Regions from separate parts of the Mus musculus genome. Here all the other regions are linked to region 1. The links are chromatin contacts, called in public Hi-C, HiChIP or PLAC-seq and promoter capture Hi-C maps. All regions are on one chromosome and are shown on one strand. The core of a region is the stretch at or near the end of the contact, and the rest is flanking DNA. Distances in the headings are between cores, read along the strand shown. Region 1 holds the start of Rpp40 (ribonuclease P 40 subunit). Region 2 holds the start of Ssr1 (signal sequence receptor, alpha). Region 3 holds the start of Snrnp48 (small nuclear ribonucleoprotein 48 (U11/U12)). Region 4 holds the start of Cage1 (cancer antigen 1).

Region 1 (6,755 bases), core at 4,245-6,744:
TCCCTTAACTGGTTGGCTCTATCTTCAGGGTATGAATCTCTTTGTGATTGGTTAAGACTCTGAGGGATTTAGGGGACTTTTACTGATTAACTACACTTGGCTCAAGCTAGGTGGTGGAGCAGCTTCCTAATTGGCTAATCACCTAATTGGTGATTTTTTTTTTTTCCTGGAATGGACTATTCTGGACTTTTCCAGGTCTGGGAAACTGCCAGTTTTCAGCCTGATATGGAGTCAGCTCTGGTTGACTCAGGCCCCACACAAGAATCTTTGTGATGTACTGAATTAGAATTCTCAGGTATGTACATACCCAGCAGTGCTATAGCTGGTTCATATAGTAGTTCTGTTTCTACGGTTTTGTTTTGTCTTGTTTTTTTAGTAATCTCCACACTGATTTCTACAGTGGCTATACTAATTTACATTTCTAACAATGGTGTATAAGGGTCCCTTTTCCCTAAACCAGCATTCGTTGTCTGTTTTCTTGATGACAGTTGCTCTGACTGATGTGACCTAGAATTTCAATGTAGGGTTTTTTGTTTTTGTTTTTGTTTTTTTTTTAATTTGGGTTTCTCTAGTAGTGAAGGTTGTGGAATATTTTTACATATATCTATTTGTAATCTGTATTTTCTCCTTTTGATTCATTTGCACATTTATATATTGGACTTTTTGGTGTTTAACTTTTGGGGTTCTTTATAAATTCTAGATCTCCTTCTTCCTTTCTCCTTCTTCCTTCTTCCTTCTTTCCTCCTCCTCCTTCTCCTCCTCCTCCTCCCCCTCCTCCTCCCCCTCCCCCTCCCCCTCCTCCTCCTCCTCTTCCGTTTTTCCAGACAGGGTTTCTCTGTGTAGCCCTGGCTGTCCTGGAACTCACTCTGTAGATCAGGCTGGTCTTGAACTCAGAAATCTGCCTGCCTCTGCCTCCCAAGTGCTGGGATTAAAGATGTTCACCACCACTGCCTGGTGATTCTAGATCTTAATCCCCCATCTGAAATGTATTTGGTAAAGCTTTCCTCCCATTCTGCAAGCTATACCTTCACTGTGCCGAATATTTCCTTTGCTGTGGAGGTTTTTGTTTGTTTGTTTGTTTTTTACTTTATGTAGTCTTATTCAATATCTGGGATCATTCCCCATGCTGTTGGAACCCTTTCCAGAAGTCCTAGGTTGTGTCTACATCTTGAAGCATCTACCTGTATTTTCTGTAGCAGTTCCAGACTTGCGGGTTTTTGTTTTTGTTTTTTTTTAACATTCAGGTCTGTATTAGTCACTTTTCTGTTGTGATAAAAAGTTCTGCCGGGTGTGGTGGCGAACGCCTTTAATCCCAGCACTCCAGAGGCAGAGGCAGGTGGATTTCTGCGTTTGAGGCCAGCCTGGTCTACAAAGTGAGTTCCAGGACAGCCAGGGCTATAAAGAGAAACCCTGTCTCAAAAAAAAAAAAAGTTCCAGTAAGACTCCTAAAGTTTCCACAACCTTCTCAAACACGCCACCAACTGGGGATCGAGTGCTCAAGCACATGAGCCTATGGGGGCATTTCTCTTTCAAACACACATTCTGCTCCTGGTCCCATAGGCTCATGGTATAAAATGTACTGAGCCCCAGCTCAAGAGTCCCCATAGTGTGTACCAATCTCAATACTGTTCAAAAGTCCAAAGTCTCTTGGGCTGGTTCTGCTCCCTGCATGCAGCGACCTCTAGTTTTGCTGGTTGATTTTGTTGTTGTTGTTGATTGTTGGTTTTTTGTTTTGTTTTGTTTTTTTGTTTTTGGGGGTTTTTTTTTGTTTTTGTTTTTTTTTGTTTTTGTTTTTGTTTTGGATTACTGCTTGTGCTCTCCCCACATTAGCATGAAGGGATTGCTGGCTCGCATGACGGATTCCTTCCTACTTCTCCTTTACTCAGACATTCCTCTCATGGTTTATTCTTTCTGCATTCTCATGACTAAGACTGTCATTCCCCCCCCCCCCCCCCACACACACACACACGTGCATTATTCCTTTACACATCTTCTGCGAGTGACACCTTGGTGGTCATCACCTGTCTTTGTTTTTACTTGTCTTGAAATGTCTCCATTTCATCAATGATTTTATTTTGTTGGTTTAGGTAGGTTTTTTAAGACAGGATTTCTCTGCATAGCCCTGTCTGTCTTGAAACTCGATCTATGTAAACTAGGCTGGCCTCAAACTCAGAGATCCACCTGCCTCTGTTCTCCAGAGACCTTTACTACCTGGCTTTCCTCAATGATTAAGTTAATTTGATGAAATTAATTTTTTGATGTGGAGTCTTATGTAGGTCTTGCTGATTTCAAGTTGCTACATAGCCAAGGGTGATCTTGAACCCCTGATCCTCCTGCCCTTACCTTCCAATTGCTGGGATCAGAGGCATTTGCCACCATGCCTGGCTTATGTGCTTCTGGGGGCAGAACCCAGGGATCTGTATATGCTACACAAGAAGTTTGCCAACTGAACAATATCACTGGCTTCAGCACTGATTGTAAAAGACAACTGTGCTGCATATAGCAAGCTTGGCTGGCAGTTATTTATTCTCAGGTCTTGTTATATATTGTTCCATGCCTTCTTGGCTTTTAGGGTTGAAACTGAAAGATATGTTATTCTTCTGTGTTCCCTTTTGTAGCTGAGTTAGTGTTTTTTTTTTTCTCTTATAGCTTTGAATATTATTTCTTTGCCTTATATTTTTTACATCCTCATTATGTCATGGTAAGGGTCTAGCCTTGTCTACTTGAGGTTGTAAATGTCTCTTGTGTTTGGATGTCCATTTCTTTCTCTAAATCGGGGTTTTTTTTCCTGCTATAATTTCATTGAATAGATTCTCTATGCCTTTAGTTTTGATCTCAGCTCCTTTCTGTCTCATAGATTCTTAACTTTGGTCTCTTGATCATTACTCAGAGTTCTTGAATATTATGGTCCTTTTCAATATTTTCTTTATTGATAATTGGATGTATTATTTCCTCAACCTCGTCATACCCTTTGCTCTGCTTAATCAGGTCTATGGGTTAAACTTTACACTTTGATTCTTTACTTTTTTCATTTCCACAATTTCTATTTGTGTAATTTTTTTTTTGTCAAAATGTCAGTGTCTTTGAATAACCATTCTTCAGCCATAGAGTCTAAGAACTCTGAAGCTGCAACCGATGACCCGATGTCCACAGCTGCATCTCTCCAGCGGGTGATCAATACTTAAGAGAGATTGAAAACTACAAGACAAGCTCTCTGCTCACACACTCTGGTTTCTTTCTTCTTTTCCAACCCTCAGCTAGAACATTAGCACCATGGGAAATATGATCTGGGGAATCTCAGGAGAATGAGAGAACTTGAAGCAGAGACTGAAAAGCTAAGTGTGGTCAGCAGAGGCCCCTGATGAACATGGTGAAGTTAATAATGACAAGACAGCTATGGAGGACACATAACACTTGCTCAATACAGGCTCAAGACAAGAGTCTGCAAGTTCAATGATACCCTCTCCCAGCCTATGCCGAGTACCCCGGAAGAGGCTGCTTCAACATCTCATTGCTTTCCTTTCTCCCTTTCTTTCTACCCTTCTTCCCTTTTTCTTCTTAGCACACTCTTACTGCTTCCCCTTTGTTGCATTCCCTAAACACATTTTATTTCCTCGCATACATTTTCATACATTTCACACCTCATACAGATGTTTATCTTACATTATTTACATTCTCTATTATTCAGCACTTTTACTCTTTTCCCTTTTTAAAAAAATGGATGTTTTTATCTTTTACTTCTCTTATATTTATATAATTCATTATTTAAGATTTTCTATTATTGAGATTTCCCCCTTCTTTTAGTTTTTTTCCCCCCACTAAACCCTTTCTCTTTTCATGTCTCCATCCATGGCACACTTTCTCATCCCGCTTCTTTCTTTCATTTAGGCTTGCTTTCGTTTTCTTGCTATTTTCCCATTTACCCTACATAATCATTACATTCCTAGCATATTCTACATTAGTATTGTAAATTTCTGTTTCATGGTTATTAGTAATATATTGCTGAACCTCAGTAACTTTGGGTGTATTTCTATATCTTCCATTTTGTTACTGTCTCAGCAATGTGTTGTCTCCTTTATGAGTAACACCGGGGAATGAGTCTCGGAGAGTAGGGTGCTCAGTAAGAACAACAGCGAAAAACATCTCCAAATCAACACAGGTCAACACCACACACAGAAACAAAAGCATGAATGAAAAACACAGCAACAGGAGTCCTCCAAAAACAAAATCAATTATCCCAGAGTGGTGGTTCACATCTTAAATCCCAGCACTCAGGAGGCAGAGGCAGGTAGATCTCTTTGAGTTTGAGACCAGCCTGGTCTATATATTGAGTCTGAGGCCAGCCAGGATATATAATGAGACCCTGTCTCAAGACAAAATAACTTAACACCTGGATTCAATGATACTGAAATAGGTAAAATTCTGGGTGATTTCAGAAGTTTCCTAGTAAAAATACTTTAAGACCTCAAAAAAGATTGAAGCAAAAAGATTAATTCAATCTTCCCTAAGGAAGGACCTGGAAAGTCTGCTGTGCACACACGTGCACGTGCGCACGCATGTGTGTGCACACACAGAGAGTAAAATAGATGAGAAAAATCAACAATATGGCTTTTAAGAATTAGCTATGGGGGCTGGAGAAATGGATCATTGGTTAAGAGCACTGACTGCTCTTCCAGAGGTCCTGAGTTCAATTCCTAGCAACCACATGGTGGCTCACAACCATCCATAATAGAATCCAATGCCCTCTTCTGGTGTGTCTGAAGATAGCAACAGTGTACATGGAAGTACAATTCAGCAAAGAAACTGAGATTTGGAGTAAAATCACAAAATAGTAATGTTGGAAATGAAAAAAATAAATTAAATAATTAAAAACAAAGCAAAGAAGTTCTGTTGGAAGTAAAAATGCAGAAATGTCATATTATATTCCTCTGTAATTTCCTATACTTTTTGGGAAGGATCAGTGGGAACTTAGGGGCCTGCGGGTGGGTGAGCATTAGGAACGAGACCATATGAGGAGTCAGGAAAACAGTGCTGCAAAGCAGATGTATTTCCTGACTATACTAGGCTTTTCCTCTGTCCTATCTTCCTCCTTTTTATAAGGTGTCAGGGTCCAGTCCTTCTCTGAGTCCTGTCCAGGTATATGCACTGTTCCTCCACGGAGAAACTGTGGGATAGAATGGATGTGCCAGGTTTTTTCTTTCTTTCTTTCTTTCTTTTTTAAGATGCGGATGGTTGTGAGCCAACATGTGGTTGCTGGGATTTGAACTCAGGACTTTTGGAAGAGCAGTCAATGCTCTTACCCGCTGAGCCATCTCACCAGCCCCATGCCAGGTTCTTGAGAACCTTCAGACCCAGTGCCTGCAGGAACTGACAGACAGGGAAAGAAAGAAGGGTTAGGGCGTGGTGGAGGGAGGGGTGTAGTCAGAAAGGGGCGAATGGTGGGGTGAGGGGCGGGCCGAGGGGCGGGCCGGGAGGCGGGCCAAGAGGCGGTGCTCGCCTGGACTCCTGCTTAACATGGCCACGCTGCGCAGGCTGCAAGAGGCGCCTCGGCACTTACTGGTCTGTGAGAAATCCAACTTCGGCCACGATAAGTCTCGCCATAAGCATCTCGTGGAGACGCACTATCATAATTACAGGGTGAGTCAGGTCCACCCGGCCCTCTTAGGCTGGAGAGCTTTAAGGTAGAACCACGCCGGGTTTCACCCGGCCAGACCTCCTCGGCTTGCGAGGGTGGGCGGAGATCGTCCTCGGGCATGCTGGGAACTATAGTCTCTTCAAGTTTCTTAACTGCTTTTCTTGGCGCTGTGTAGGACTACAATTCCCAGCATGCGCCAAACACAGGGCGGTGCTCGGTCCTATGAGGAACAGCAGAGTTTTTGTGAGTTTGGCGTGGTTACTGCGGTGTTCAGGATTAAATCCTCTCGGTGTTGGGTCGAGCAGGCAGTGGAGGAGTTAGGAATGTAACCTGCACGGTCGGAGTGTGACCTGTACAACATGTAGCCGAATTACACCCTAAGTTTGGGCAGATCTCTGTGGATCAGCTTGTGACTCTTTCCAAAGCATCACGCGGTTTGACAAACGAGGAACTCCAAATAAACTTACCTTACGATGATAAGGGTTTAAGCATTTTACATCTTAAATATTGGCCTGATGGATTTCTCAGATAGATTAGCTGGCGTCCTTGTCCCTCAAGGCTGGTTGTTGGGGCTTTGCGAAACGGACTTTAGATGTTCACTTGGGGATCATTTGAAATCCGCGCGGATTTTGCATCTCTTCGGTTGAAAGGCCATCCCTGCGGTCAGGGATGTATCGCTTATCTCAACTGGTCTCACCTAGGTTTGTCTAGGAAATGGAAGCTTCCAGGAGCACTTTTGCTTCTATGTAGCTTCTTACTAATTAAATGTCCCTAAATCCCAGGAGGAGTTCCTTTGATTTCATGACTCCAGAATAAGCAAATCAAGGCATGTTGAATTATATATACTCTATTTCCTTGACTATAAAGTGTGAAAGACATAACATATATTGCTTGTATGCAAAAATAAGATTCAAGTAAGACTTCCATTGCAATGTCATGCCTCACATTGAAATGCAGAAAGGAAAAACTTGAGTAGTCAGATATCTGTTTACTTGAAATTAATAGAATTGTTGCCTAGTAGGTTGATGGTGATGCACACCTTTAAACCCAGGCAGAGGTGGGTAAATCTCTGAGTGCAAGGCTAACCTGATAAACAGAGCAAGTTCCAGGACAGCCAGGG
Region 2 (7,302 bases), core at 3,399-5,898, 2.1 Mb before region 1:
CTCCCCCAGAATCCTCTCTCTGTACCAGAACTTCCACCTCCCTGTTTCCTGCCTAAGCTAATAGGACAACAGCATTTTTTTATTGACAAGTGATTCTTCCATACAGTACAAGATATTATGCAGCTGGAGGGAGAGGGAAGCCTTATAGGAGCGTCACTGGATTTAATGGCACAGTTAAAATCCAAGCCTACTTGGACTACATTGAGAAGAAAACTGCAAAATGAGACATGAGACTGAGAGGAGAGGCCTCCGAGCCGTCAGTTTTGAAAGGTGGTATTAGAGGGAAGTGGATGTTGACGGGGTGATGATACTGAGCAGCCTTCACTGTGGTGTAGAGAGGGATGCTCTAAAACCACGTCTCTACACAGGGGCTGCCATCTAGACTGCAAAGGATGACTGGCTTTCGATTGGCCTATAAACATTTTATTGCAAGAGAAAGGAGGGCAGAGCCTGAGGGGACAGAGGCAGGTTAAGTGGTGGGTTTTGTGGTGATCAGTCTGGTGGCTGGATTGCCCATGCTCTTTTTGAAGTGTGGGCTAGGGAAGGAATGGAGGCTCTGCTGCTAATTGCGGAGCTGCCAGGACAGCCTCATTTTCTGTTCCCTTTTCCCACGGACATTTCCCCCTCCTGAGAGTATACAGCAGAAAAATTTAATTCTCCTCAGCTCTTTGCCACATGAAAGAACTTAAGTATTTGTTCATACGCAGTAAACACAATTGTTTCAACTGATATATTATTGGGCATATCCTAAAAAGCAGACTATAAATTTAAGGAGAAAAGATGTAAGAACATCAAAATCATTATCCCATTGATTCACCAAGTATTTCTGAGCTGGGCTTGAGGATATTCTCCTATAGTACTGGCGCCCGGGAGGCTGAGGCAGGAGAGTTCAAGGCTTAAGGCCAACCTGGGGCTATACAAGATGGCCCTGCCTCAAAACAAAATGAAGTTCTCTCATGTCAGACTGTTTTCTGTGTCATGGTATATTGACATCCAGGAGACCCAAGAGCTACGGATTGTGTGAGAAGACAGGAAATGCTATGAGGGGTGACTTGAGAGGAAGAGGAATTGGGGGGGAGGGGTTGGGAGGATGGATGCTAGGAACCAAACTTGGGTGGTCTGGAAGAACAGCCCTCTCTCCAACCCAAGGGTTGTAATTTTAAAGCAGGTCAGGGTTAAGGGCAGAAGGTGAGGGATGAGAGAAGTTCTGAAGGACATGCAGTCACCTGGAGGGTACAGAGGCTCATGGCCTTTTCATGGTGCTGAGGCAAACATAAGTATAAAGGGAAGTGATTGTCTGCTCCCACAAATTATAAAGGAATCAAATGACCAAAGCAGAGATCTGTCTCAACAGTGCCAGTGTGATCACCCTGGATGTCCCATGTTTCTAGAAAACAAGATACCTTCCAAAAGATGGGTCAGAGGTTGCGGGGAGACAGGGGTCCTGAGGAGGCTGAAATTAGTAGATGGGACTTTGCAATAAAGGCTGTGTCGTGATAACTCAACCTGCTCTGAGCTGCTCATGTCAGAATGTTCTGTTGCTGTGAAGAGACACCATGACCCAAGACAGCTCACACAAAAGAAAGCATGTTGTTCAGGTTTGTTTACAGTTTCAGAAACTGAGTCCACTCTCATCAAGGCAGAGAGCATGGCTATACACAGGCAGAATAAAGATGGAGAGGTGCTACATCCTGATCCACCGGCAGGAAGAGAGAACTGGTCCTGGGAAGCTTTTTAAACCCCAAAGCCCACCCGCAGTGACATACTTTCCCCAACAAGGCCACACCCACCCCAACAAGGCCCCACCTCCTAATCTTTCTCCAATAATGCTACTAAGCATTTCAATATATGAGCCTCTGGGGGCCAATCTTATTCAGGCCACCACAGCTTTTTGTTTGTTTTTGCGGTTTCAACAAACTTGTCCTTGTGTAGCAGTAGTTAGTTAACCACTCTGTGCTCCCAACAGGTTGCACACCCACACCTGCCCAAGAGGTATCGGGATTCTTGAATGAAAGATACACACACACACACACACACACACACACACACACACACACACACACACACACTCCAGTTAATTTTAATGTGTCTTAACGGCTGGGTGTTTCTAGTCTCACTGCTAGCAAACACTCCCCTCCGGTACTCCTCAATTAAGATCTTTTAAAATCTATATTTCATCTCTGCTACCCCAAACACAATTGGGGAAGTGGCCTGTGTCAGTGGGCCTTTAGGTCTGATCGTTCTTCTTTCTTCTTCTCATGCCAATCTCTGCTTCTTTTCTCTGTTTTGTTTCCAACCCTGTGCCAATCTCAAAGTCTCATTTCAGTCTGTCTGCCTAGCCATTGGCTGTTGGCTCTTTATTGATCCATCAGAAACCAGTTGGGGACAAGGACCTTCAGCATATTCCCGACTTGGGAGACTGGATTAATTCAAAGCATTAAAACCAATTCCCAAATTTCATCCTTTCTGTCCAAATTAAAAAAAAAACTCTTAGACATAATTTGAGCATAACCATAACACGTAAATTACAAAGTATGATATACAATTAACATCCAGTCCATCATATTTATTAACTATATACAGTATTTTACCTTTTACCCTAACTTAAAGAGCTTACCATTCTATACCTGAATTATGTTCTGATTTTAGCTTGTATTATGTCTTAGTCAGGGTTTCTATTCCTGCACAAACATCATGACCTAAAAGCAAGTTGGGGAAGAAAGGGTTTATTCAGCTTACATTTCTACATTGCTGTTCATCTCTCAAGAAAGTCAGGACTGAAACTCAAGCAGGTTAGGAAGCAGGAGCTGATGCAGAGGCCATGGAGGGATGTTACTTACTGGCTTGCTTCCCCTGGCTTGCTCTCTTACAAGCAAGTCCCAAGACTACCAGCTCAGGGATGGCATCACCCACAATGGGTCCTACCCCCTTGATCACCAACTGAGAAAATGCCCCACAGCCTGATCTCTAGGAGGCATTTCCCAAACTGAAGCTCCTTTCTCTGTGATAACTCCAGCTTGTGTCAAGTTGACACCCAAAACCAGCCAGTACACATTACCATCTGAAAAACATCCTTTCAAATCTATATCATCTCTTTCAATGCTAAACAACTTAAGTTTGCTTGTGAGACTATAATTAGTCTTCAACCCCATCAAATATCCAAGATCCTCGTATTTAACCCGGGAGTGTCTCCTGGCACAAGAAACTGACAAGGACTGTAACTGAGGGGATGGTACAGAGACACTGTCCTTGTACCGAAGATCTCACTGTCTCCCTTTCTGAGGTCTGACTTCAGGTGGTGGCACTTCTGACTCCTTAATGTTCATAGAATTTATAGACAGTCTCTTTCCCCTGTTCAGGTCAGACATGTGTTCATCTGATCTGAACCTACTGGGGTTAATTAAGTTGAGATATGGTCTGTGACTTCCACTTCAGTCATCTTCAACAATTCTGAGGGGAGTTTATTTGTCCCTCTGTGGCTCAGAGGCTCCAATGATCCTGGTGGCTGCTTAACCTGTGTAGTGGTTTGAATGAGAACTGCCCCAGTAGGCTTGTGTTTGAATGTTACATCCCAGTTGGTGGAACTGTTTGGTAAGGACTTATGTGAGGAGGTGCATTGTTGGGTGTGGGCTTTGAGGTTTCAAAAGTCCGTACCATTGGACTTACCTCTCTGCCTTGTCCTTTGGGGCTGAACATATAAGCTCTCAGCTTCCACGTTAGCACTGCCTGCCTGCTCCCATTCTCTCTGATGCGATGGTCAGGAACTCACCCTCTGAGACTGTAAACAAGCCTACAAATCAAACACTTTCTTTTATAAGTTGCCTTGGTAATGGTATCTCTTCACAGCAACAGAAAAGTAACCAAGACAGTCCCTGAATCAGGATTGTGGCTGGAGGTTCTCAGCGCAGCCACTACATCCCGAGTGTTTCACACTGACCAGCTGAAGTTGCCAGAAATATGCCAGAAGTGAGATCTTTGGCGTAGAAACTGCAGAAAGGCTAGGTAATTGCTAAGTTTGGGTTGTTAAGAAAAATTACAGAACTGAACCTCTAATGATCAGAGTTCAAGCCCAGAACCCATCTAAAATGTGGAGAGAATCAGTTCCCTAGAAGTTGTCCTTTGACTGACCTTTACATCTATCTGTGCACTGGCAATTATACACCAGAGAGACAGTCAAATTTAAAAGAATAAAACTCCAGAACTCCGATTGTTTATTGCAGGGGGGGTAGAATTTTGTGACAAGGTATTAACTCTGTAGCCCAGTCTTGCCCCGAACTCGCTACATAGCCCAGGCTGGTCTCCAGCTCGCTGCAATCCTCCTGCCTCCATCTCTCAAACTCTGGGGTTACAATGTGAGACATCACTTTCGGCTTTTTATTTTTATTTATTTATTTTGTCGTTATCCATATCCTTTACTTTCTGTCTTTCAACTGCCACACATGCGGGAAGTTTCCACTCCTTGGCCCCTCAAAGCAACGGGGGACAAAGCGATGCTAAGCATCTGGAAGAGATAAGCCTGCTCAGCTAGGCTCTCGCGGGAGCCCGTAGGCTCCCCTGGTCCCCGCCACCGCCGGCCACGTGATCTCCCGGCCCGCAGGCCCCGCCCCTGGGCGCTTAGAGGCCACGTCGACGGTGGCGGGGAGGGGCGACGGATGGCGCGCGTGCGTGCGTGCCCCGCCCCTCCACCGCGGCCCGGATGAAGAGTAACGCCATTACCGCCAGAGCCTCCGAGAGCCCTAGCGGACCCGCACCGGACGCTGACCGGCCGTACCATGAGACTCCTCCCCCGCCTGCTGCTGCTGTTCCTGCTGGCCTTTCCCGCCGCCGTGCTGCTCCGAGGCGGCCCCGGAGGTGAGAGACGCGGGGCTGGGTTGGGGACCGCGGCCGACCCCCGGCCCGGCTCTCGTGGGCCATGCTATCCCCCGCCCCGGGACCCCCCGCAGCTCGGCGTCCTCAGCGAGCGCGGGCCCGAAGCCCGCGGTCCGCAGGACCCACGCCAGGGTCGGCCTCGCTTCTCCGCCCGCGCTCGCCGCGGGCCGCCCGTCCCCAAGCTCTGCGCTGACGTGTCGCTAGCCACACGCCGGCGCGCCTCCATTCATTCGCCCACTGTAGATTCTTCTCCTCGGCGCGTGGATCGTGTTCGCCCGGCCCCCTCGCTCGCCCATCGCGGTCTGTGTGGACCGCGAGGCTCGGTGTCCAAATCCGTCCCCTTCCTCCGGCTGCTTGTCAGCCGCTACCGTAGAGTATGGCCGGATGGCCTCCTCCTTCCTTTTCTAATTTCTCTCCCCTCCCCTCCCTTTTCCAGCCAGTTTTTGCTGGTTGAAAATATGCTGCGAAAAAGTTATTTCGAGCTTTGTAAGTTTATTCTTTCCAACGATTGACCTGGGCTAAAAACTTGGCAGAATGTAAAAACGTAGAAACTTGTTCCCCCTTGCCCGCCATGTCCATTAATTTTGCTAGTTTATAAAAACAACTAGTTTGAGTGGTCACCAGAAAGAATTCCTTTTCTTTCTCTAAGTTTCTGTGGCCCAGGGCATGAGAAATAACGAGCCATGTTATGAACTCTTTGGCCAAGCACACAGAAGTGCTTGGCTTCTACTTAGTAACTAGTATGACTTTGAATTATAGCTGTTAGGGATTTTGGCTTGGGAGTGTGGTGGTGGGGACATAAGACAGATGTTGAGACCGAGTCTCATGTAGGTAACCCTGGCTGCGTTGTAAGTTGGTGCCCTAGCTAGCACGTCCTTGAACTTATGATCCTTGTGCCTGTACCTCTGGGGTGCTGGGTTTCAGGGTGTCACCACACCCCGTGGATGAAGTGGTGGGGATGAACCCAGGGCTTCCATCGTGCCAGGCATGCAAGGCACATATGCACACTACAACCTTAGACCATTGGGGTTTTCTTTCTTTCTTTAAATCTGGCTTTTGATAAATTACCTGTAAACTATGAATGAACTGTTTTAACTCGGGAAAGTAAAAAGACTTAAAAAAATCATGGTTTTAAAGATAGTGTTTTCTCTTGGGCTTTGCACATGTGGCTGTTCCCACATTTTCCCTCGCTGCTGGATTGCCACATCATCGCTCCCCGAGAAGTGGTAATAAGAACTGCTTGAACTTTAAAGGGCTTTGTAGAGTTTTGCCTGAAAGTGATGTTGTGTGGTTTTTGAGAAAGCTTTGTCAACAAGTCTCTGATTTATAAATTAGCATTATGATTAGCCCTTATTTTTTTTGATATTTTAAATGTCTGAAACTATGCTTGAAGTCATGTGCAAAAATAGTTGGATTTTTTTTCTTTGCTACTAACCACGAAGCTGCCACTATTTATTTTAATTTTTTATTATATTTAGTGTGTGTCTGCCTGTCTGCCTTGTAATATATATCCAGAAGCTAGGAGACAATTTGCAGGGTGCATACCAAGAATCAAACTCACATGGTCAGGCTTGGCAGCAAGTGCCTTTAACCACTGAGCCATTTGGCTTGCCCCGTTTTTTTGTTTTTTTGTTTTTTTTTTGTTGTTGTTGTTGTTTTGCCTTTTTATATTAAAAAGATTCCCATTAAAATTATAATGTAGTAGTTAAGACTACTAGTAAAAAATGTAAATATTTTTTGTGCAGTGGCATTGCTCAACTGACCAGGGAGACTATATTACAATAGGTGGAACATTTTCTTGTCTAGACCTCATGTTTAAAGACAAAGATAAAGGTTAACTGCTCTTTTTTATTTTTTTATTTTTTTTTTATTTTCAGGGTCATTAGCTTTGGCTCAAGATCCTACAGAAGATGAAGAAATAGTGGAAGATTCAATAATTGAAGATGAAGATGATGAAGCTGAAGTAGAAGAAGATGAACCCACAGATTTGGTAAGTTCTCTATACCATATTTAGAATATAGCTGGGTGTGGTGGAGCTTGCCTTTAATCCCAGCACTCGGGAGGCAGAGGCAGGTGGATTTCTGAGTTCGAGGCCAGCCTGGTCTACAGAGTGAGTTCTGGGACAGCCAGGGCTACACAGAGAAACCCTGTCTCAAAAAAACAAAACAAAAACAAAAAAAGGAAAAAAAATAATAATAGAATATATATGATATATTCTGAGTAGAGATTCCAACTAAGAATGTACTCTTTTTATAGGCAAGTTTGCCAATTACCTCTTCAGTTTTATGTGTATGGTTTTGTATGGTACTTGGATGTGAGAGCAAATACTGGGGAGTCCAGGGGCGTTGGATCACAGGGAGCTGAAGTTGCAAACAGTTGTGACCTTTCAGACATGGGTCCCCTGCAAAAGCAGTACTGCTCTGAGCCTCTGAG
Region 3 (6,937 bases), core at 2,897-5,396, 2.3 Mb before region 1:
GCTGCATCTAGCTCTTGATAAATGGTTCTGTCTTTCTACCTGTCTGGTTCTTCTTTGGTCTCCTGCAGTCTGTACTTCATTAAGTCTAATCATTAACCTCTTGTCATTCAACACTACACTTCCTAGCAATACTCTGCCTTCAGCTCTCAATTTCCTGAATCTATCTCATCAGGCCAATGTTTCTCTCCTTAGATCCTTACACTAGGAACCACAAGTGGCTCAGTGGGCAAGGCACTCAACAAGAACGTCTGATGGCCTAAGCTCAACTCCTGGAACCCACACAGGGAAAGAGGAGAGAGAAACAGATTCCACACAACTGCCCTGACAGACCCCCACACCATACACACACAGTTAATTTTCTTTAATCTTTATATTATTATTAAGTACCTTATACTAAAAGTCCAACATAAACAAAAATAAATTCAATATATTCATGGTCTATGTGATGGTTAATCTTAGCTGTCAAGTTAATAAAATCTAGAATCACCTAGAAGGTGGGCCTCTGGGCTTAGGTCTATGGAGAATCATCTTGACTAGGTTAATTGAGGTTGAAGATTGTGGGTGGAACTATTCCCTAGACCAGGTTCCTAAACTGTATAAAAGGTGAAAATGAGCTGAGCACAAAGACTCATTGCTCTTCTTGGTTGCAGATGCAATGTTACCAACGGCTTCACACTCCTATAGCTTTGACTTCCCTATCATAATAGACTTTACCTTAAACTGTAAGCCTTCTTAGTTTTGTGTCTGTTGCTGTGATAAAACACCTTGCAAAAACAACTTAGAGGAACGTGTATCTGGCTCATCATTCCAGGTTACAAGCAATTCTGCAGAGAAGTCAGAGTGGCAGAACCTTGGAGTAGCTATTCACATCCACAATTATGGGCAGACAGAAGGAAGACATGCAGTGCTGGTGTTCTGCCTTTTTCTTCTAATTCAGAACAGAGCCTAGTCCATGAAATAGTGCTGCCTACCTTCAAAGTGAATTTTCCCACCTTAGTTAACCCAGTGAATAAAGCCCTTCTGGGGGTGGGGAGGACCCCACAGGCCAACCTAGACAATGCCTTACTGAGACTCCCTTCCCAGGTGACTCTGCATTGTGTCAAACTGATCATCACACCTTCCTTTCTTACCTTGCTGTGGCTGGGTGTTTTAATCACAACACCACAAAAGCCTCCTAGCACTCAAACTTGCCTTCTCCCGTTTCAGTGAAAGGTGTCACCTGCTCAAGAAAAACCTGCCTCTTCCCTAACCACCCACACCCAAGCAGCCACCTAGTCCTGACATTTTAACTCCTAAGGGTCTTTGAAATCCCAGAGTTCTCTCTAGCCCCAGTGCCACTTGACCAATTCAGAACGTCACTGTTCCTTCTCTGGATTACAACAGCTATCTTACTGCTCCCCATCTCTGCTTCCAGGATGGCTGCTCTCTACTACATTCTACTACACTCTCCACCATGTAGCCATTTTGGAAACCCCAGCTCTCCCATTTACTAACTATAAGAGGTAATATAACTAACTTCTCCTTGAGCTACTTTCTTTTTCTAAAAAAAGAAGCAATGGACCCTTATCTCACAAAGATATCATGAAGATTAAATAAATATAAATATCTGGGTTTATACACAGAAACCATTTGAAGTAGGGCTTGGTACTCTGCACTAAATACATATTAGTGGGTATTTTATTAAAACACAAATTTAATTTGGATATTCCCTGACTTAAAGTCTGTCTATGCCTCCCCTGTTGCCATTGTTTTTTCATAAAAAGGCAAACAAACAGAAAACAAGATTCTCCAATGTGCCTGACAAGGGCCTTTATAAGGCTCCTTATAACCTATACAGCCCCTACCTGCTACCATTGTACTTCCCATTTAGATCATGGAGCAAAGGCGGGGCTACAAGCAATTCTCCTCCTCATGTTCTAACCATCCTTAAGCACTTGAGGCTCTCTAATCTTATCATCTAAGCCAGGACTTCTAGGTCTGCTGATGCTTTCTCTGTGCTTGACCTAACTAATTCTACTCAGTTGTTGTTGTTGTTGTTGTTGTTATTTTGGTCAGGGCTGGGGAGATGTCTCAGTAAAAGAAGCAAAAGGACTGGAGTTCAAATCCTTAGAACCCATGCAAAAAATGGGTATGGTTAATATGCACCTGCAATTTCATTGTTCCCACAGAGATAGAAGATAGAAGGGAAAATAGCCAGAAGCTCACAGGCCAGCTAGAATGATGATGGCAATATCAAGACAACAAGAGACCCGAAACAAGGTAAAAGTTGAGGACCCATTACCCAGGCCATACCCCCACACATATCCATAAGTTTGTTTTTTTTTTTTAAGATTTGTTTATTCATTATATGTAAGTACATTGTAGCTGTCTTCAGACACTCCAGAAGAGGGCGTCAGATCTTGTTACGGATGGTTGTGAGCCACCATGTATGTGGTTGCTGGGATTTGAACTCTGGACCTTCGGAAGAGCAGTCGGGTACTATTACCCACTGAGCCATCTCACCAGCCCCCATAAGTTTTTTAAAGGCTTATTCATTTAGGTATTTTATGTATATGAGTGTTCTTCCTGTATACCTGCACACCAGAAGAGGGCATCAAATCCCATAGGGTTTGATGAGCCATCATGTGGTTGCTGGGATTGAACTCAGGACCTCTGGAAGAGGAACCAGCACTCTTAACCGCTGAGCCATCTCTCTAGCCTAGCCCCACGCAGATTTTAAAGAATATACTTTTCTAGATGCTTTTTCTGACCCATCATAGTCTATAATAACCAGTACTACAAAAATTTCAACTCCCCCCATTACAGACTTTGCCACACAATAACAGCTGTCATTTCTTTACCCCTCCCCCCACTGTTACCATGACAAACTCTACAAGTGCACATGAAACATGGAAATTGATTAATTATCTGGACTAGTCTCAAAACTATCAATGTCATTTACCAGATTTTTTAAGCCAGTTACAACAGTGAGTATCAGATAATCATGTACTTCACGGTTTACTGGATAATCTGGGAGTTTTACAATGGACTTTCATATAGCGGTTAAGCAAAATACACCTCAGAAATCAGAAGGCCTGCAAGTCCCAGTTGCCAATCCCACTGGGATGTTTTTGTTTCTTCATTTGTAAAATGCTGCCAATTATTCTAGCCTCCTTGGGATACGAATTTTAAATGAAGTAACGCAGTGCCATTTAGAACGTGTTAAGTGTTAATATCACGATGTTGTCTAATATCTCGATAATAAATGAAGGAGTGGTGGGGCCCTCCATTCTCAATGGTCTGGAAATTTCATAAAATTATCAATTCATACCTCAAACTTTTTCAGTTGTCCCCCAAATCCATTTTTACAGCATCGTTACTAGGCTTTAAGCCATGAACTATATTGGTTAATTCACAACTCCAAATATACTTGTAAAGGTACAATGAAGGGTTTTTTTTCTTTCCAATTTCCACTTCAATTTTAAGACAATGGTGATTAGCTTGTACGTAAATTGCATATATCTTAAATATTTCCATCGACATATGACTTAAACCTTGTTACTGCATCATAGTAAATGAAGAGGGTATAAGAAATCACCGCGCAACGCAAATTCCCTCTATCCTGCACCTATTAAATAAGTCAGGATAATTCACTCTAATACACTCCTTAGGGGTCCGCTACTAGCTACCATTCCTTGGTGGCGCCCTTTAATCGTCCCACAATCGGTCCTGTCCGAGTGGGAAGCGTCCGGGTTTAAGATAGAGAAAAGTGAACACTGAATCTAACGCAATGCAGAATCCTTATATCATGACGAAGCAAATCGCCAACCTCAGCAGCAGCGCCCCCGGGATATGCACCGGACGAGCCCTGTCCTCCCCTGCATCGCACCGGGATGGAGAGAAGTGGGCTCCCCGGGCGCCTTTCCCACGGCGAGAAGTCAGCGGCCCGGGAAAGGCCGGGCAACCTCGCCCCTCACCTCGGCCTCCGCCTCGTCCCCGGGGTCCAGCTGATCCAGGCTCCATCCCAGGGACGCCGTCACCTCCTCCAGCGTCCGGCAGCAGCTCTCCACAAACTCGCTCAGCTCCTCCTGGAGCCGACGCCGCTCTTCCAGAGGAGGAGGTTCGGTCTCCATGATGGCAGCTCACCTCAGGCAGGAAGAGGCGGAACTGCTGGGCGCGCACGAGCTTCTGGGCGCGCACGGGCTTCTGGGAGCCGTGGGCGGGGCCCCGGGATGGCGCCAGCCTATCGGGAAGAGCCGACGGGCAGGGCGGAAGCGGTAGTTTTGAAAGGTGTTTCCACGCTCTTCTGGGTTTAGTTTGCGTAGCAGGTTAGAACTTGCGTCCCAGCTTTGAGCATCATTCCGCTGCTCCTTCGATGTTTTTAGGAGAAATTATTTATATCGGCAGGAAAGTTTAAAGAACAACACAGAAAGTGTCAGTGTAGCCTTTCTCCAGCTCATTAGCGTTTTCCCTCTTACAATTACTTCTAGATTCTTTATCCCAAATGCTATTATGCACATCCTCAGAACATTTTCCTACATAATCACAATGCATGATCAAACAGAAAATTCCTGAAACGGCTCTTCAAATTCTTTTTAAAGCAATTTATTATGTTTTAACCAATTGGCTATAATTGGTTATTATTTCTTAATTTAGAACAGGACTGGTTAAGAGCATTGACTGCTCTTCCAGAGGTGTCCTGAGTTCAGTTCCCAGGAACCACAAGGTGGCTCACAACCATCTAAAATGGGATCTGATACCCTCTTCTGGTGTGTCTGAAGACAGCTACAGTGTACTCCTATACATTAGATAAATAGATAGATAGATATATCTTTAAGAAAGAAAGGAAGAGGGCTGGTGAGATGGCTCAGTGGGTAAGAGCACCCGACTGCTCTTCCGAAGGTCCGAAGTTCAAATCCCAGCAACCACATGGTGGCTCACAACCACCCGTAATGAGATCTGATGCCCTCTTCTGGTGTGTCTGAAGACAGCTACAGTGTACTTACATATAATAAATAAATAAATCTTTGAAAGAAAGGAAGGAAGGAAGAGAGAGAGCCAGGCTCTTGGCCAGCACTTGGAAGGCAGACACTTGGGAGGCAGATTTCTGAGTTCGAGGCCAGCCTGGTCTAAAGTGAGTTCCAGGACAGCCAGGGATATACAGAGAAACCCTGTTGTGTGTGTGTGTGTGAGAGAGAGAGAGAGAGAGAGAGACTGTGCTGGGGTATCTAAGAGACCAAATTCCTGTCTGAGTTACATTTGGCTTCTCCTCCTGAGAGTGGTGGTCCTGAATTCGAAATCACTAGGTGGTCATTGGCCACACTGTATTCACTGAGACTAAATGTTAGTTCAGTGACAGTTTAACAGTTTGTAAAGCATCCTGTTAACAACATAGAATACTGTAACTCTCAGGTAGTAACATGCTGTCTTGAATATTTTTCATGTAAAAAGTGCATTTTATGATATTTTGCATATATGTCTGTGTACCACATGGATGCCTGTTGCCAGAGTAGCAGTTAGCTATGCAGTCATTTTTCTAAAAGGGGAATTTGATATAGATAAGCTCAATTCAATAAAAACCAAATATAAACATTTTTGTTTATAATAAAATTATCAAAAGCAGGTTTATGAGTCATCCTGGAACTCACCATGTGGTTGTGTCAAATAACCAATTTAATAACAAGTGTGTCAGAAGCAGAAACCTTATGGATGATCACGGCGTGCTTATCTAAAGAAAGGTCATTGCTAATAAAGACACACGCTACATGTTCATAATAAAAATCACATGAAAAAAACACTATTGTCACAGGCATACTCAGAGGCCCAACTCAGGCGATTCTAGATTTTGTCAGCTTCACAGTTAACACTAACCACCATAGTATAGTGTTCTGTTCACATCTTAAAACTTAATTCATAGGTGGGGGTGGGGGTGCTGAGGCTGGGGGGAGGGGGAGGGGAAATGAATTAAGTTTTAAAATTGAGCATTATTATTTCATTATCATAATAGTTCCTGTTACTATCCAAATTTGTCTGAATTTGGCCAGTGGAAGTCATCTTCTTCCATCCCCCATGTCTTTGACACAGCTCTTTTATTATAGTGTCATGCACTTTGCTTTATACACAAGTGTATCTCTTCCCTTGTACGACTCCACATTTAATCTTCCTGTATTGTTTTGATCCCTAGAACTGAATCACATTTGCCTCCATATCAGATCTTTGCTTCTCTCCCCACATCGTTTACCACCAGTGGAAGAAATAGAAAGGGAAATTTTGGCTGCCAATCATTTCCAATGGCATAGTTCCCACCTTTTAATTTAAAGGAAGAAGAAGAAGAAGAAGAAGAAGAAGAAGAAGAAGAAGAAGAAGAAGAAGAAGAAGAAGAAGAAGAAGAAGAAATAGTAACTTTAGTCACTAACCGATAAGAAATGACTATTATGAAGAAAACATGGCAGCAGTCAAAAGACAGCCAGGGTTGAGTTCTAGAGCCATTAGTCACACTCCTCTCATGCTGTCCCTTTTATCTTAGTTTCATAGCCAAATGGTAGGTGTTAGATTACAGACCAGCTAACTGTGTCCCTTCCCTGCCCCTTCCCAAGAATTCCCAGAATTCTGGCTGCAGCTGATAAATGCCTGCTGTGGAGGTTAGAGCACACAGCAGACGAGCTGGAAGCAAGCCAACCTAACCCCCTCCCACGCCCATATCTGCAAGGTAAATTTATGGTTCTACCCAGTACCTGGCTCCTTGGCATGTAAGCCAAGTCAGATTAAATAATACGATGTAGAATGTCATGCCAACTCTCCCAAACTAAAAGTCAGAGAATCTCCTTTATTTGAGGGATTTCCGTGGAGGTATTGTCTGCTCCAGTTCTCCCCATCCACGATTTCATGAGGGAGATCTTTTCTACTCTTCCACTTTAAAGCTTTCTTTCCTAATGCTGTCCTACCCCAAGGCCTGATC
Region 4 (6,651 bases), core at 461-2,960, 2.1 Mb before region 1:
TGTATGGGGCCTGTGGGCAAAGTAAGCTTGTCCCTTCTTCCCACTTAAACGCTTCCGTAAGGATTTCTCTGAGATGATGTGCCCATTCCTCAGTGGAAGGCTGGAAATCTCCAACATCTCCGGCTAAGCCCTACTTACCCTCTATTTACCATATGTTATTGATCACTCATTTTTTTCCTTTGTACTATTCACCAATTTTAATTCAAATAATTTACCTCGTGTGAATATCTATCTCCCCTAGCAGAGGCCAACCCCTGTGGCAATCAAAACGGTAGTCACCAATATTTCCCTACCACTCGATCTGACACACAGAGTGGTCAATATATATACTTATCACAACCGCTCACAATTGATGAATAAAATCTTCCTGACTATAAGGTACGCAAAACTCTTTGTTGTTTCAAAATGGCTATGTGTAAATTCTCTTTTCTTTTGAACGGGAAGTTTTCCGTCACTGCTTGCTTTTGGACCTCACATCCAATTTCACCACAAAACCTCAACACTGCTACCTCGAAGTCGTTCTACGACAGCAGCTCTAGGAGCCATCCGGTTTGAAGCTGGTTATTTATTTATTTACTGATTCTCTGCTCCACTCCTCTCTACGAACATCTTCTACATGACTCACCAGTTCCTTTAATTCATAAATCAAATGACGGATGCTCTGTCGCTGCAAAAGCCCTCCTCTGGCCTGTAAGACCTGAACAGGATCTTAACTCCTCACAGTCACTTGGAAGGCTCGACCTGGCTGGCCTCCCTTTTTTGCCTCAATTCTCTCCGCTACGCTGTAGGTGCTAGCCTCTTGGTTTGCCCTCCTTTCCAAAAAGACAGTAGTGACTTGATTTGTCTTGTTCATCATACTCGCAGAGGTAAAACTTTTGCTCACTGTGTATGGAAGCCTGTATGAAGAAAAGAAAGGAAAAAAAAAAGGCCCACCTTCCTCAGTGGTCCCCAACTCTTGCTTCTCTGCTAAACGTCCCGGGACCCACTGACAGGTAGGTAGCTTTCACAAGCTGCTCACCCCGAGAAAAATCCAAAGCCGTCAGCTGTCAGCTCCCCGAGCCCAATGTGGAGCTGGCGGAATCGGAGGAGTCCCTGTGTCACCACCGGCCGCCTACCTGTCTGAGGAATCCGCGTCGTCAAATTGCCCGGGGACCACCGAAGCCATCCTGTCCAGACTGCAGTCCATGGCTAGGGGTGTGAGCCTTCGGCGCCCCTGAGGCCGCGATCGGAAGAGCCTGCTTCCCACCTAGAGGATCCAAACGCGTCTCCGCGATTCCCGCCCCTCAAATCCCTCGGCAACCGCCAGGCCCAAGAAGGCAACGACCAGGCGCCACCGGGGTGTCAGGATACAGGGTTTCGGCAAACGCGGCCACCAACAGGCCGGAAGTGCAACGCCGGAAGTATGCCACCAGCAGGGCCTCTCCAAACCCTAGTGCCCTCAGGGAGCATGCGCGTGACGGTGGCCGGGAAAGACCAATCCGCGATGTGAAGTGGGCGTGGTGCGTTGTTTGTAGCGTGGGATGTGTAGCTCTTGTTGCTCCCCAGCCTTTCGTTCTTGCTCCACCATGGCGTTTACGGTCATAGGAAGTCAGCCTGTTTTTTTTTTCCTCCGGCTGCTCCTGAAGACTTGCGTCCTCTGACCTTCTTCCTCTGGACCCAGGTGCGGTCCGGAGGACGTCACACTGGGGCGTTCGAGCGCCCTGCGACGCACCAGTTGGTGCCCTCGGTGGGGACGGTTGGAAGGTGTTCTCCCTCCCGCGGAGCCGGTGTGCCGGGAGGAAACCCGGAATCCTTAGCCTGAGTCACAGAAGCTCGATGGATCATGGAAGTGAGCACACTTTTGCTCTCTAGAAACGTTGGTGCGTTGTTTTGAGATGCAATGATACAAGTGGTTGGTTTTTGTTGTTTTTTTTTTTTTAAGTTGGGAAGTTCAAGGTTTTTTTTTGCGTTTGGCAGGAACTCTTGTGACACCTCTTTCTGCCTTTATTAAATGTTAAAATGTTAAGTATTATCTAGCGCGCGCTTGTGTATGCGTGCTCCGTGAGTGAAGTTCAGAGAATAACTTGAGGGCTTACTCCTTCCACCTTGGGCTCCGGGAACCGAACTCTGGTCGTCCGCGCTTTTTCCTGTTCAGCCATCTCACAAGCCCTCATTATCTTCAAACGGTTTTAACTCAAGCCGAGCGGTGGTGGCACACGCCTTTAATCCCATCCCTTGGGAGGCAGAGGCAGGCGGATCTCTTGAGTTTGAGGCCAACCTGTTGACAGGAGGGGCTACACAGAGAGACCCTGTTTCCTCGAAGAAGAAGAAAAAGAAAAGAAAAAAAAAAACAAACAAACAAACAATGGATTTAGGTAGAATGGCTAACCAAGCCTGGGTGGTGGTGGCTTGGTTCAGCACCTGGTTGGGCCAGTCACAACTACTATAATTCCGGTTCCAGAGGATCCTACACACACATGGCACGGGTATACTAAACAGGCACATACATTTTTTAAAGTGTAGTTGCAAGTCACAGGCCCATGGAAAAGAAACATTTTGCGTTTGGAAAGTGATTTAAGGCACTAACACATCCCTGTCATCGAACAGGTAGTGTTTATTTGCAGGACGGGAAAGGTGAGCCCAAGGTTGAGTCCTCCAGCAGCCCTGCCTAGCTTCCTTAGCCTACTTGGTTTTTTACAGTTTACCAAATGATGACATCGATTTGAAAACGTCTTCAGTAAATAAGTAATCTAACAAAGTCATCCAGGCAGACAGGTACTAAGGATAGACTGAGACAATCTGATAATATGCCACTAGAATGGGGGGTATTTTCAGCCTGTGTTTTAACTGTGTAGACCAGAGTTTCTTAACTAAAGATCATGGCCCCATAATGGGGTGGGGAGAGTCATGATAAATTCTCCACACCCAAAACTTGATTCATAATTTAAACGGTGGGGTGAATCTGACAAATTTCGGGCAATATTCACCCATGATAACTTCACACAGCTTTCACTGTTCTCACCACTATACCAACTCACAGCAGCAAACTGCCTGAAATACCTCTGTTCAGATTTGAAACTTATATGTTCCTGTTAGGGTCCAAGAATAGCTGAAGGAAGACCCCAGACTCAAATAGGATGCACAGGCAAGAAGAGTGTTTACTGAAGAAATTACCAGCATTCAGGGGCCAACCATTTATCAAAACGGCAACCACCTGAGGGGCTCATGGACCCCTTTAATGGAGGGCTAAGAGAATTTTCCAGAAGGATTAGGTAACCTCCAATAGGGGGGCAACGCAGTAACATTAGTACAATTCTGATTGGTTGTTAACCTAGTTTCATTGTAATTGCTGAGACCAAAGAATTTTGGAAACCAGCTCTGTTCTGGCCTTGTTATCTCCTCCAGCTAGGTGGCCTCCAGCAGTTCCAGACTTAGCCTCCCTAAGTCAGGGCCATCTGACTGAAGGCCCATTGTCAGCAACTCCTGGGGAACCCAGTGTGCCTCCCAGGAAATGAAAATTTTATTCCCAAGGCTTTGGACTTCTCATTATGAACTGCAGAGTTTTTTTTACTGTACATTGCAGTTTTCTGGTCTTACAGAAATAATCGTTTCATTACAGAAAGCAGACCTAATGTTTTCCTGGTTCCATTTCTCAGCAGATAAATATTAAAATAGTATATCTTTGGATGGTATTATGTCAGATAAACACATCTAATTAGTATGTAAATTTGCTTTCCTATTTAACAGGTAGTAAAATTATATGTATATCAAAAGAATTTTAAAATAAATTTCTGTATAATTTATTATCAGTAAGTGTTTTGTTTGTAATTCTACTTTATGTGCATGTAAACTTTACATAGTGAGTAGGAAAAGTTTTAAAAGCCATGAACTAATCTATCCCACTAGATGTAAAAAGAGAAGACTGTAAATAGGAAAATCAGGGGCTAGAGATGTGGGTGCAGCTGGGAAAGTGCATACTGCTCAGACAAAGGACTGGAGTCTGGTTCCCAGTGCTCAGGTCAGGTGACCCCCCTCTTCCTGTAACTCCAGCTCGGACACCACTGGGGACACCACTGGCTTCCCAGGACTCCTTGAATCACAAGCACAGACATGCACAGACATACAAATACATGCACATACATAATTACATCTAATAGGAAAATTAGGCCCAAGAAAGAAGAGAGCTGGCATGGAACAGGACTGGTGTGTGTGCAGGAAGTATTGAGAAACTCTAGACTCCTTGCTGGACAATTACAATGTGGATATGGAAAGTTAGTGACACCCTTGCAGCTTAAGACTGAACAGTAGACAGTGGTGACTTATGAGAGAGCAACGCAAATATACCATCACAGAGACTGTAAAGCTAGACAGTTGGTGCGCTGGCTTTTGCCAGCTTCATACACTATTTGAGTCACATGGGGAAAGGAAAGCTCGATCTGGGGGCTCTCCATCAAACTGCCCTGTGGGCATTTCTGTGGGGCAATTTCTTAATCATGTATTGTTGCTGGAGGGTCCAGCCCACTGTGGTCTGGGCCATTCCTGGGTTGATGGGCCTGGGTTGTTTTTAAAAAGGTAGATGAGCAAACCAATAAGCAGTGGTCTTTTCCAGTTCTACTTGAGTTTCTGCCGCGTTCCCTCAGTGATAAACTGTGAACCAGAAGTAGAAGCCACAACCCTTCCAAGTTGGTTTTGGTTATGTTTGTTTGTTATAGCAACAGGAAGCCAACTCTGGAAGGTTCGAGGAGAGGCACAGGCTCAGTCAGACGGCTGGGATGTTAGAAAGCATCCCTTTGTACGGAGTAGTACTGGGTAAATGATGTGGATGTAGGGTTTGAATGCCTCATGGACAAACAGAAGAATTTGGATTTTATGGCTACACCTACATATCCTATCTCCTGATGGATGTGTATAAGAATACAGATCAGGGGGCTGGAGCGATAGATAGCTCAGCCATTAAAAGCTAGGTGCACAACCAAAAATATAAGAATACAAATCAGGACTGGAGAGATGGCTCAGTGCTTAAGAGCATTGACTGCTCTGTCAGAGGTCCTAAGTTCAATTCCCAGCAACCACATGGTGGTTCACAGCCATCTGTAATGGGATCTGACGCCCTCTTCTGGAGTGTCTGAAGACAGCTACAGTGTACTCATAGACATAATATTTAAAAACAACAACAACAAAACACAGATCAGTAGTGAGGACAGGAGCTAGAATGAACACGTGGATTATGGACAAATACACAAGGGAAAAACAGACAGAGTTGGATAACAGTAGCTATGGGAGATAATTTAGGACTTCTACCATGCCTCTAGGTTTCCAACTTTTGTCTAACGTCATGAAGGTAGACCAAAATGAAAGCAGAAACTGAGGCTGAATATCATGGGGGCAGCTCATAGTTCCAGCAATCAGAAGGCTGAGGCAGGAGAATTGCCATGAACTTACGGCAGCCCAGGCTACAGAGAAAGACCCTCTCTTAAAAACAAAACAAATTTAAACCCAACAGGTATGGGGTAGGAAAACCTGTACAATGTTGGATTTGACTTAGTGTGTTGAAATAGCAATAAATAGAAATTTTGTGAAAACTAAAAAGTTTCTGATAGTAGTTTGGAAATAGTAGAACTTCTTTGCTTTGCAGAACATTATTAGATAGAAGCTACACACATTGGCTTGACTTTGGCCAAGTCACTATTTGCTGTGATACCAAGTTGGAAAATGGCATTTTAAAATCTAGAGTAGTGAACTTTATTTTTCAAGAAGTTCTTATGTGTGTGCCTGCATAACACATGTATTCGGTTCCCAAGAAGACCAGAAAAGGTGTCATATCTCCCAGGACTGGAGTTATAAATTGTTGTGAACTACAATCTGGGTGCTGGGAATTGAACCCTGGTCCTCTGAAAGAGCAGCCAGTGTTCTTAACCTCCGAGCCATCTCTTCAGCCCCTTCCTTAGCCTTCTTACTGTGAAAAGGGAAAGTAGGGAAAGTCTTTGCACACATGGATTGACACTAAAAGATTGTCTTTCTCTTTTGCTTGCTTGTTTTAAAGAGGCCTTCTGTCACTTAGCGGTTAGAAATACGGACTCTTCACACGTTTTGGTCATCATCCCTGGCAGTGCAAAACAAAAAAGGAAAGTTATTGCCTTCATCTTTGGTTCCTGTACATTTTGAAGTGGATACTTGCATGAAATTTTAGAAAGTATGTCAGAGTCGGAAACAATAAATGTCAATGGTCCCTCTCAAGACTTCTCCTACTCAGACTCGCCCTTCTGTATGGAAGCCAGCTTCTCCTCCTCAGACCTGCTTCAGGTGTGCAATCTACAGTAGTAAGTTTGGAGACATAGTCCAGATTGCTCTCATATGAACAACTTATTTTTCAAAATTACGAGGGATCATAAAGGATCTCTGGTGGATGCAGAGGGAAAGTGCATGCAGTGTTCTCAGTCTTTTTTTTTTTTCTTCGCTTTTTTTTTTTAAGATTTATTTATTGTTATATGTGAGTACACTATAGCTGCCTTCAGACACACCAAAAGAGGGCGTCAGATCTCATTACAGATGGTTATGAGCCACCATGTAGTTGCTGGGATTTGAACTCGGGATCTTCAGAAGAGGAGTCAGTGCTCTTAACCACTGAGCCATCTCTCAGCCCCGCTGTTCTCAGTCTTAGTGTGCAAAGGA

Evidence for each region. Promoter capture Hi-C pulls out the DNA fragments that hold promoters and counts their contacts. A called contact is a pair of places that touch in the nucleus more often than the background predicts. HiChIP or PLAC-seq counts read pairs in DNA pulled down with a chosen protein or histone mark.
Region 2: a contact with region 1 is called in a promoter capture Hi-C map of pre-B cells, with 6 times the contacts expected there. The contact joins the promoter of Ssr1 here to the promoter of Rpp40 in region 1. A contact is called at or near these places in 4 of 39 promoter capture datasets (hippocampal neurons, liver and pre-B cells), 1 of 115 datasets of contacts at active chromatin or transcription factors (thymic regulatory T cells) and 2 of 9 other capture datasets (adipose tissue and liver).
Region 3: a Hi-C map of CD8 T cells shows a contact between it and region 1, with 3 times the contacts expected there. The contact joins the promoter of Snrnp48 here to the promoter of Rpp40 in region 1. A contact is called at or near these places in 1 of 39 promoter capture datasets (pre-B cells) and 3 of 484 Hi-C or Micro-C datasets (CD4 T cells and CD8 T cells).
Region 4: an H3K27ac HiChIP or PLAC-seq map of thymic regulatory T cells shows a contact between it and region 1, with 8 times the contacts expected there. The contact joins the promoter of Cage1 here to the promoter of Rpp40 in region 1. A contact is called at or near these places in 2 of 39 promoter capture datasets (liver and pre-B cells) and 1 of 115 datasets of contacts at active chromatin or transcription factors (thymic regulatory T cells).

The regions. Positions count from the first base shown.
Region 1 is chr13:35,905,086-35,911,840 of GRCm38.p6, reverse strand. It overlaps Rpp40 (ribonuclease P 40 subunit), which reads left to right and starts at 5,494. Exons shown (of 8, transcript NM_145938.4): 1 at 5,494-5,637. The coding sequence starts at 5,515.
Region 2 is chr13:37,991,554-37,998,855 of GRCm38.p6, reverse strand. Ssr1 (signal sequence receptor, alpha) reads left to right here and starts at 4,648. Exons shown (of 8, transcript NM_025965.4): 1 at 4,648-4,851; 2 at 6,747-6,859. The coding sequence starts at 4,773.
Region 3 is chr13:38,202,148-38,209,084 of GRCm38.p6, reverse strand. It overlaps Snrnp48 (small nuclear ribonucleoprotein 48 (U11/U12)), which reads right to left and starts at 4,146. Exons shown (of 9, transcript NM_026382.2): 1 at 3,957-4,146. The coding sequence starts at 4,112.
Region 4 is chr13:38,031,996-38,038,646 of GRCm38.p6, reverse strand. Cage1 (cancer antigen 1) reads left to right here and starts at 1,710. Exons shown (of 13, transcript NM_027724.2): 1 at 1,710-1,828; 2 at 6,023-6,282. The coding sequence starts at 6,175. It overlaps Riok1 (RIO kinase 1), which reads right to left and starts at 1,658. Exons shown (of 17, transcript NM_024242.3): 1 at 1,116-1,658. The coding sequence starts at 1,186.